Linked DNA regions of Pan troglodytes: region 2 is linked to region 1. A link is a contact called in public capture Hi-C data. All regions are on one chromosome and are shown on one strand. Each heading gives the region's core, a stretch centred on a gene start, on an enhancer-like site or on the middle of the called end of the contact. The rest is flanking DNA. Distances are from core to core; before and after follow the strand shown.

Region 1 (4,914 bases), core at 628-3,127:
CACCATCTTTCCTATGCCTCCTCCACACAGTGGGGTGGCCCCTGCAGCAGGTAAGTGACGAGCGAGGCCCCAACCACATCTAACAAGATGGCCACTCTGTCTGCCTGGCTGGCTGATGCCAGCACCAGCCACTAGCTCCCGACATGCAGGACTTAAAGCATCTGCCAGACTGGTGCCAGCTTTTGATCAGTACCATGTTGAGACAGAGACCTGCAGGGAAACGGTCAGGCTCCCTGTAGTCGACTAGCAGGAATCTTACTGAAGAATTTGAGCACAGATTTAAAAGTGAGGTGCAGGCAGGGGGAAGGGGTGTGGGAGACTGCTTGACAGAGGCTGTCTTTTCAAGGCCAGGTTATTCCATCTCTGCTAAGGGAAGAGACACCCTTTCCTGGCTGGTGGTTGGAGCAGGATTTCTGGGCTCCCTTTGTACATTTTGCTGCTCTGCCCTGGGGGTCAGAGGGAGTCTTTTAGCCTCAGCTCATGCATCTGTAATACCCTGAGACCACCGGGATGGGTCCCTAGTCTCCCCCGTGTCCAGCTCCACGGTGTTGCAGTAAAACCACAGCAGGGCCGTTTACAAGACACTTGACGACTCCAGCCAGTCCACTCGCCAGAGGGCCTGCAGGAGGGCTCCTGCCTTCTAAACGAGTCCTCTGCGGCCTAGGCTGCTGTCCTCAGGAAACCCAGTCTACATCCTTGGCAGACATTCAGAGTGCCCCTAAAAGCTGTGTGCTAAGATGGGGAGCCCCCTCCTCCACTGCCCCCTTCCTGGGACACCAAGCCAAGTGTTAAGCAGAGGCCCAGCCCCAGAAACAACGCGTTTTGTGTCTGACAATAGCAGCCTACGTGACTTGAAGGACTCTGCTGTTGGTAAACCAAATGCACGCCAGTTTTGCTTATTTGCTCTAACCTTCAAAGAACCTAGAGGTCCCTTCCTAGTTCAACAAATAAATCCAGTTCCACTCTAGCGGGCCTCCTGGACAAAGTTCCATTGTTACGCCTTCCCTGAATGTCCACTGCTCGCTCCCTCTCAGGCACCCTAGCCCCACGCCTGTTCACCCTTCTTTCGTTTTGGGATAAATCAGCCTCCTTTTTTTGTTTTGTTTTGTTTTGCTTTAATTCTTTCAAAGGGTAAGGAATGTTGACACCCCCGAAACATGCCTCTGATGTCTGGTTAGACTTCAGACGGCTGTATTTGAACGTGCGCTGACGCAGTCGGGCAGATTGGGTTAAACCAAATATTACAATTGCAAGAACTCATCTGGAACTAATAATTTTGAGGCCACCGAAAGTAAAAGGGCCCTGCTTTGGGGCTGGCCAGCGGCAGAGGCCAGCTCGGGCCAATGCTGCCACCTGCCGAGGGCGCCGGGAACAGGGTGCGCCGCCGCGGCCTTCCTGTTTTGTTCTGGCCCCGCTCACCGGCTCCCACGCAGACAGGTTCGCCAGCCAGCCAGACCAGGGCTATTTTAAAAGGCTAGCGCCTCTTCCCAGCCCTTGGTGTAAAGATAGCTAGTCTGGCTGTCCCGTGTCTTCGCTGAAAAAAAAGACAACTTCCCAATTATAGAGCCGGGGCTGGCTACAAAGGCAGTTGCAGTTGGAGTCCGATTAAACATGTGCCGGGTGGATTACACAGATCATGTGTCAGTGGCTCGCCTAGGAGGAAGGCTCGTTTAAGTTCAGGATTTTTATTTTGCGGGGGATGATGGGGACGTACAACTCTGGGTTATGTCGGCGCATTGCTGAACTGCGAGTCACATGCCAGATCCAGAAATGATGAAAACATCTGTTTTTGCTTTAGACCAGCGAGGCTCTGGCGGTGGGGAGGGGCGCGAGAGGGACGGGAATGGCTTTGCTCACCAGCACCATCTGCTGAGCCTGCTGTGGAAACGCGTGCGTCCCCAGCACAATGCAGGTTGTCACTCGCCCCAGGAAGGGGGAGATCAACAGGTGGGGGTCTCTGCCGGGGCGATCACTCTCCATGGAGGACAGCCCCGATTGTGCCCTGGGGACTGTGCAATCCCGTATTGTCTCGGAGTGTTCACAACAAAGAGCTTTGTCCCTGGGGACTGCCCGAGGGCAGAGGAGGAGGAGAGAGAAGCAGCAAATGAATTCCCAGGTTGGGAAGGAAGGAGGTAAAGGGGGAGGGGAGTAGCTCCTTAGTGGTTTGCAGACAGTAAAAATTTGCTGTTCTTTCTGGCTGAAATCTACCAGAACAAAGGAACCACGTCTCTAGGAAAACTCCCAGCTGCACTTCCCCCCACCGTCCCTCTTGCCTGCGATGGTAGCTTTTGCTCGGCATGTCTGAGAATGTTCCAGTATTCACAGAGACCTTTCTGGTCTCTATGACCAAAGTATTCACAGAGACCTTTCTGGTCAGGCAGGGCTTGACCAGCCCTTCAACGTGCAATCCTCCCAGCTTCAAGAACCCAGCAATGGGATGGTTCTGAATCGGAGCCATACTGACAGCCAAGCCAACGGCATTCTTTCGATGTACAGCAAATATTTACTGCCTGCCTGCTAGGTGCCCGGAACTCACTCAGCACAACTATTTGTCATACAGTTTAAAAAACAATACAAATATGTCAGAGAAAAATGTATGTTTAGTGTCAAGTGCGTGTTTGAGACAATGACAGCTCTGAGTTCAGAGGCAAGGAGAGGATTGCAGACCTCGAATCTACCTTTCCTCAGTATTTGGGGGCAGTTCTGAGAAGAAGCTGGATTCCTCCAGCTTGTGTTTTGGGTTGTGTAGTCAAATCCCCTGAGTAACTGATTTTAATCAACCTGCTTCAGCTGTGACCTCCAGCCCTCTGGCGTTAAAGATAAATCCTCTACAGTTCCCATCCAAACGGCATCCATTACTCACAATCAGAATTGGGTGGGGACCTAGATTCCACTCCCAGGAATCTCCTCTGGGCCAGGTACAAAATTCTGAGCTACAACCAGATGAACAGTACTTCCCAACAACACACAGAGAGGTTAATCCAAGGGAGAAAAACCTGGGTCAAATGAAAAGCACGAGGCTTGCAGACCTCATTAAGCACAGTGCCTCCCTTTACACGCAGCTACCGAACACGCCCTCAGTTCTCTGCTGCCCACAGCTGAGGTTCCCAGAAGAGCAAATGCTGCTGATCCGGACCGAAGTTAGTCTCTTCCGTAGGCTCATTTTTGCCCACTTACCTATAAACTCCCAAGTTCAAAAAGGAAAGGGATCCTCTCCATTCCATCCCTTCTTCCATCCATTTCACTCCCAAATAAGTATAGAAAGAGCTGCCATTTGCGTGGGAATGGGAACTTGACGCTAGGGGATAAGTCAGAAAAAAGCCTCCTTCCCATTTTACAGCTGGACAAAAAATGTAAGAACCATCCCGATCCTCACAGAGCTTGCCGCCAGCTATATCCCCAGTGGCCACATCCGTTCCCACAGGACTCACGTTCTCAAATTATGAGGGCGCAAACTAATCCCCAAAGCCATCTACAAGTCCGTTGGTCAGTCACCTGCTCCGCTCTGATGTTGAAAGATTACTAGTTCAGGGGAGCCATGCAAATCAACACAATCAACTTCACTTTTTGTTTCAGGCCTCAGAAGATTAGAACATGAGACAGCACTTTAATCTGGTTTGGTATTGGGCTGATGTGGAGAGTTCTGATGAATTTTCTTTGTTTTATAAACTGAGGAAACCTTGTCACTGACCCGTATTTCTTTTCTGGACTCTTCTTGACAGTTTTCCTCATTTCTATCTGGTTTTGCAACAGGTCTGTGTTTGAATCTATTGAGGGCTGAAATTTTTCATGCTGCCTTGACAACTGTGAGCCCAGAATTTAGGGTGTTTTGTCAACATTCGGCAAAATAAAATCTCTGAACTAGGCTCCAGCAAGAGGGTAGAAAAACTGCAGATGAAAAAATATGTGGCATGAAAATAAACTTTGGTGATTTTGTGCTTTACTAGGCTTAGGATGCCAACCTCCCAACTATTTTTCCAGGCCTATATAAGACTCTCTTTTTCCTCATTATAAAAAATAATTTCTGTTGCCCCACTTCACGCCATACATCTTGGTGTGATTCTCTTCACACAGAGAAATAACCTTTGTTCAAAGCTCTGCTCTCCTAAGCTGCACTAAATTCTGCAAGATCACTCTCCACATACAAGATTAGCACCTCCTTTCCAGCTCCAAATAGACTATAATCCAAAAGCTGCTCTTTTAAATAGAGGTTCCTTTTATGCTTAAATTCCTACATAAAAGAAACATCAATGCTACTGCTAGTCTCCCCAGTTAAATCCGATTTGCAAGAAATGCTGCATGCTCAAAAATCTGGGTGTGAACTGAAGTCTGGGCTAAGGGAACGCATTTGGGATTCTCCAGTCATTCTCTATCTGGAGGGCCCTCCAGTGGCCAAAATAATACCTGATATAAACAAAGACCACCAAAGCAAGTGTTACAACAAAGGCAGAGGATGGACGCTGGCCTGCATTTAAAATGCTGCATGTGAGCCCCACATTTGCCCCTTAGAGGTGTGTCTCATTTAAAGAAAGCCAAGACAGAATCTCAGCTCACAAAACGAAGACATTATTTGCATTACAAAAGGACCCTTCACTTGATTAAAAAGAGGCAGGTTTGAACTCCATTAAACGACAACTCCCCCTAATTTCTTTAAGATTCTATTGAATTTGCAGGAAATAAAAAGACTGACATACAAATTTGCAGAATGCATGTGCGGCGTAAAACAAGGTACATTTGTAGTCACTCTGCACTACCTGACCTACCCCACCCACATCTCCACCTCTGAAAGCCTAATAAGCACTCTGACCATGAGACACGGGGGGAAAGTGCAGGTCAGAACCTGTGGAGGTAAGATCTGAAGGCTCAGGGCAAGTTCAAGGTGCTCGGAGCCCAGAGCTGCCCTTCTGGAGGACT
Region 2 (4,914 bases), core at 900-3,399, 440 kb before region 1:
TGATACCTTTTAAAGGCTGTTTTGGGGACCAAATGAGATATTAGTTACCTGTGTCTGACACAGAGAAGACCTTCAATGATATGTATTAGAAGTGTCACAGAGAGCGGACTTGCAACATGAAAGCCATGAATATCTAAGTAGTAAGGTTAAGGGCACAAATATTTTAAAGAATGAATAGCAATAATAAGCTTAAAATCATGATGGAAATAAAAGAGAGGTGCTATAGCAGTTCTTAACCCCTAAGCCCAGACAAGGGTGGAGGGAGGCAGATGATTTATAGGAGTTTGCCATCCTCTTCCAATGCATTCCAGAAGGCTTTTGTATTTAGCTTTCAGCTGAAGAACCATGTGGCCCTGCCTGTCCCATTCACAGTATGGTAAATACTTTTTCAGATAATCAGATAATCTTAGGGTATTGTGACTTAACTGCTCAGCATGGATGCTTGATACAGATATGTGTGTGTGTGCATGCGTGTGTGTGTATGTGTGTTTGTGTATGGTATTTTCTCCGTAAGTTCTTGCCACAATTAGCTTTCATTGCTTTTATCCTAAATGTTTTTAAGTATACCAGATTCCTTTCTTCTGTTCTTCCTTCTACCCACATGCATCAGGCCCTTTCCTGCTACATTCACATAGTTAGGTTATTTAACACACACATACACACCTGCTCTCTGCTGGCTTCAACTCTTTTTAGGTGAGATTTTAGAACATGCCTTGAGATCCATTGGATTGTCAGATACATTAAATGTAATGCAGGGGAGGATAAGGGAAAGATGCTAGCAGCTGACTTTTGGTTTGGGTTTTCAGTCCTAATATGAGACAAGACATGGCAAAAAAAAGTGTCAAACAAGAGAATGAGAGTGGCCAAAGAAACGAGGTGGTGGTGGCCAGACATGAAACAAAGTACAAGACATAAAAACATTTAAGTTTGAAAGAGACAAAATTTGGAAAAGGGAGAACTAGCTCCGATGGGGGAGGGAAAGCCATTGATTGGGCCTTTGAAACCATGCCAGGAACCAAGAGCCAGGGGTAGTGGCAGAGGGGACGGCCAGGTAGGACAATTAAAACGGAAGTCTGGCTCCTTACAACACAGCATGGAGCGGGGCTACAGCATTTGCTGCAGTGGGAGGTGGGGCCAGTCTGGCACAGTCTGTGGGTTTGAAAGGAGCTGGGCGGGTTGGAGAATGCCAGTCAGCCTTTGTAGTTCTGAGCTCAGAGAGGGGGTGACACGTACTGGGCTTCAGGTCAGAAGCCTGGCTTGGGTGGCTTTTGGAGAAATTTTCCCTCTGCTCCCAAACTCTTAAAAGGTGCTCATCGCACCAGTGGCCTCCAATCACAGCATAAGCACGTGTTCCAAAGGCCATCCTCCAGCAGAGATTTCGGCAGTGGTACCTGTTGGCTGGCTCATGGGGTCCTTTCCTTTTTCCATTCCCTGGAAGCCGTCAACTGGACTGAATACAACATCTTTGCATCTTTTTCTTCACCCTCCCCACATGCTTGCATCTCCCAGACTCCTAGGGTTAATCCCCAGGACAACCTTGCTTTGAAAGAAAAAATGTGGTGAGCCTACTTGAAGATTTGGATTCCAAGAGGCCTCTGTCTGTCCTGCCTCAGCCAGAGCCAGACAGCCAGCTCAAGGAGATGGGCAATTTACAGAGAAAGCAGCAGTAAGTTTTTGTTGTTGTTGTTGTTTGTTTTCAAGGCTTGGTTGCTCTCCAGAATTAGGTCCCTGAAAGCATGGGATTTTCTTTTCCTTTTTTTTCTTCTTTCCTTTCTTTTTTTATTTTCTTTCTTTCTCAGCAAAAATTAATAATACCCCCTTCTCCCCCGAGAGTGAGTCATAAAAGCAATTAAAAAGTTGCTTCTTCATCGCTGCTCATAACCTGGGTTAAAGTTATCTGAGGTTGATCTGTGTGTGCCTATTCTCAACATTGTAATATTTTAAAATGTATGTGCATTTGTTATAATAATTTGTGCTGATGGTTCTCCTCCAGAATCAATGCTATGTAACTGGCAGATAGATTGTCATTATGCTGAATTTGTCCCAGGACTTGCATAGATATCTTCTTTGGGGGTTTTTGTGCTTATTTGCTGCTTGTGAGAGAGAAGGATAGAAAGACTTTGGAAGGAGGGTGTGGTCAGCAGATTTCGGCTTCCTCCCAGCCCATCAGTGACTCCTTCTTCCTGCTCCTCCCTTTCCTCTCCACTTCTATCCCAGTTCAGTTCCTCAGATCCAACCGGAGCCAGCTGTCAATGAAATACCTTCTGCCTTTCTTTTCTATTACAGTGTGGGTTAGACTCTGTCAGGTAGGAAACTACTCCCCGTAATCAAACTCATTATGTTTGTGATCTCAGCATATTTGCAAACTTAGACATAGACCAGACAATAACATTTACCTTCTCCATTTCTCCCATTCTGGGATTTTTAGCCAAGGTAATAATAACAATAATAATACTGTATTTAGAAGGCCTCTAGCAATATTTCATCTTCTGAGAGTCTTACAGATGTTAACTAATTAATCTTCACAACACTCCATACAAGAGAGCTAAATATTATTACCCATGATAGAAGATACATATGTATATGCTAAGGACAGCAAACTAGTTCACTTATTTATCATGGTTCACTTGATATAGTAACTGGTATTTTTAAAACACCCATCATAGATACAATCATTAGAGATGTGCTTTTGTTAACAAAGCCACTACCCACTTCTAGCGTACCCTTGGGTACTAAATAATTACCCACTTTGTGTGGTTATCTAGCTCACTAATTACCCACAGAAATTGGGGTCAGGTGTTAACTGCTTGAAATAAGTATCCTCCAAAGACATCGCTGAGTTGTATAGAGAAAATGATGTGTTCATAGCAAAACTTTCATAAGCTATATATTTGTATATCTTTGTAAGCAGAGTGAATACAAGCAAGAGCAAATTAGCTTATTATGTGAAAATCATGCTGAACTATTGTTGCAAATATAGAGAGGTTTAAAAGAGTCTCGGGAAATCTCGTCCTCTATTTACCCTTCGTTTTGAAGATGGGTGCAGTGACATGATTCCCATAATCTGGCCTTCATATAGAAGTACACTAAGACAATTGATGATTCTGGTTAGGAATGATTCATTTTGGTGTACAGGGAGGCACCCAGTGAGTCAAAGACTTTTTTTTTTTTTTTTAACAGCTCCACCCTTCATGATTATTCTAGCGTGTTTCTTTTTTCTCCATCAGTCTAGTGAAAACACCCCGTTAGCCAAATCTGAAAAAGATTCTAACCTAGTCACCAACTCCTGGCAACCACCTCTTTCTCCTTCCCAATAACGACAAAAAGAAAAAAAAAGTATTACAAAAATCCAACACTCTCGTTTTGCCTTTAGCTGTTATGCGCTCCTCGCCTTTCCTCTCTACTTCTCTCCTCTCCCTTCTTCCTCTGTCTGTATCTTCTTCTTATTTGTGCATTTTCTCCTTTTCCTTGGCATCTAGGTATGCTTCTGCAGGTCTCACAGTCAGAGACAAAGCACAATTATGTGTGAGTTGAGCACAAAGAAACTATCTTTTAAAAATATTGACTTGGAGGAAACCTGCATCCTCAGATACCTTTCTCCCTTTCCTTGCTATTTACAGAATCTGACATTATATTTAATACCACGCTGCCGGTTGTCTGCATGATTCTAGGCAGGAAAATTGGGTTAGAACGGTAATATACCCACTGTGTATATAGATAGGTAGAGACCCTAATTTTCGGCAGATCCATGCCTTAAAGGATCACAGCAGAGCAGAGCTTTAAAAATGAGTGCCAACAGAAATGAGAGGAGATGCTCCCCCAATCAACTTAGGATGTCTTCCTTTTTTCTTGTGCCTCTTTTTTTTTTTTTTGTCATCTGAAATATTACTTGTCATTATTGGGGAATTTGAGGCTGATCGATGAAGTGTATATGTGTCTGTCAGACATTTGAAGAAGAAAAACATGCTTCGGGAATAAGGAAAATGCCTGCAGTGAAAGCAAAGGGTCAGGATGAGCTTCAGTGACTGATGAGTTCATTTCAAAATCCAAGGGCACGTAGATGGTAAATTAGTACATATGGCAAATACAGTCAACGAGCAAACCCCAGCCACTGGAAGGAAAGGGAATTTTAGCTCTGTAGTCATCACATGCCTGAACAGAGAGTCTACATATCTTAAATGTAGATCCGAATCATTGCTCTTTTATCCCGCTAAATGCTGATTGCAAAGAAATATTTGGGCATTGTTGACTTTCTGTCCATAAAGAAAGGCCACCAAGATTCACAAAATCCATCACCTGCACTCATACATGCATGTGTGCTTGAAATTCCCCTAGGATGTGAAACAGTTAGGCAGAGAACTGCACTGTGGTCTCCCTTCCTCACTTCTTTCCCTCCCTGTTTTTCCTTTTCGAAAATGTGATACCTGATCTCTAGGTCTTGCGGGCTGAGAAATTTTTTGTATTTGTATAATGCAGTGTCTGGCCTTCCCCCTGACCTGCTGATGTATTTTTGGCCTCATTAGTAGTCAGGGAGATGCCTTAGTGCATCCAGCACTGCAAGTCAGGGATGAGACACACTACAACAGGAGAGGGAGCAAGCGCGAGAGGATATTAGAAGAGAGGCTTGTCTCCAAGATATGGAAGGAAGTGAGAAATGACAGGGCTGCAAGCTTTGTATGTAGGAGCCCGGCAGGGCGGGGGAGCGGCGAGGGAGCCAAGTGGATTCTCAGAAAAGGGGGGAAGCCATCGAAGAGCTAAAGGTGATTAGAGGGGGATATTGATTTCTCATTCTGCCAGAGATTTAAGCAGGCATGCGAGGAATCTGCACCATGGTTGGCAAAAAGAGACCCGTTGCCTCCTGTAACCAGACACTCAGGCTTTCCAGGAGCCCAGGGAGCAAGCCGAGAAGAAAGG

Evidence for each region. Capture Hi-C pulls out chosen DNA fragments and counts their contacts.
Region 2: a contact with region 1 is called in a capture Hi-C map of stem cell-derived neural stem cells, with 6 times the contacts expected there. The contact joins two enhancer-like sites. A contact is called at or near these places in 3 of 7 Hi-C or Micro-C datasets (induced pluripotent stem cells and stem cell-derived neural progenitor cells), 1 of 1 datasets of contacts at active chromatin or transcription factors (stem cell-derived excitatory neurons) and 1 of 1 other capture datasets (stem cell-derived neural stem cells).

The regions. Positions count from the first base shown.
Region 1 is chr9:123,600,909-123,605,822 of NHGRI_mPanTro3-v2.0_pri, reverse strand. No RefSeq gene overlaps it. Among named protein-coding and RNA genes, the nearest start is that of SORL1, 210 kb to the right of the region's middle. Within about 2 kb of position 1,877, at least 13 of the 24 cell types and tissues checked have an H3K27ac peak or open chromatin away from gene starts, as enhancers often do. A contact at or near this core is called in stem cell-derived neural stem cells, where this site is marked.
Region 2 is chr9:124,044,251-124,049,164 of NHGRI_mPanTro3-v2.0_pri, reverse strand. No RefSeq gene overlaps it. Among named protein-coding and RNA genes, the nearest start is that of MIR125B-1, 4.4 kb to the right of the region's middle. Within about 2 kb of position 2,149, at least 6 of the 24 cell types and tissues checked have an H3K27ac peak or open chromatin away from gene starts, as enhancers often do. A contact at or near this core is called in stem cell-derived neural stem cells, where this site is marked.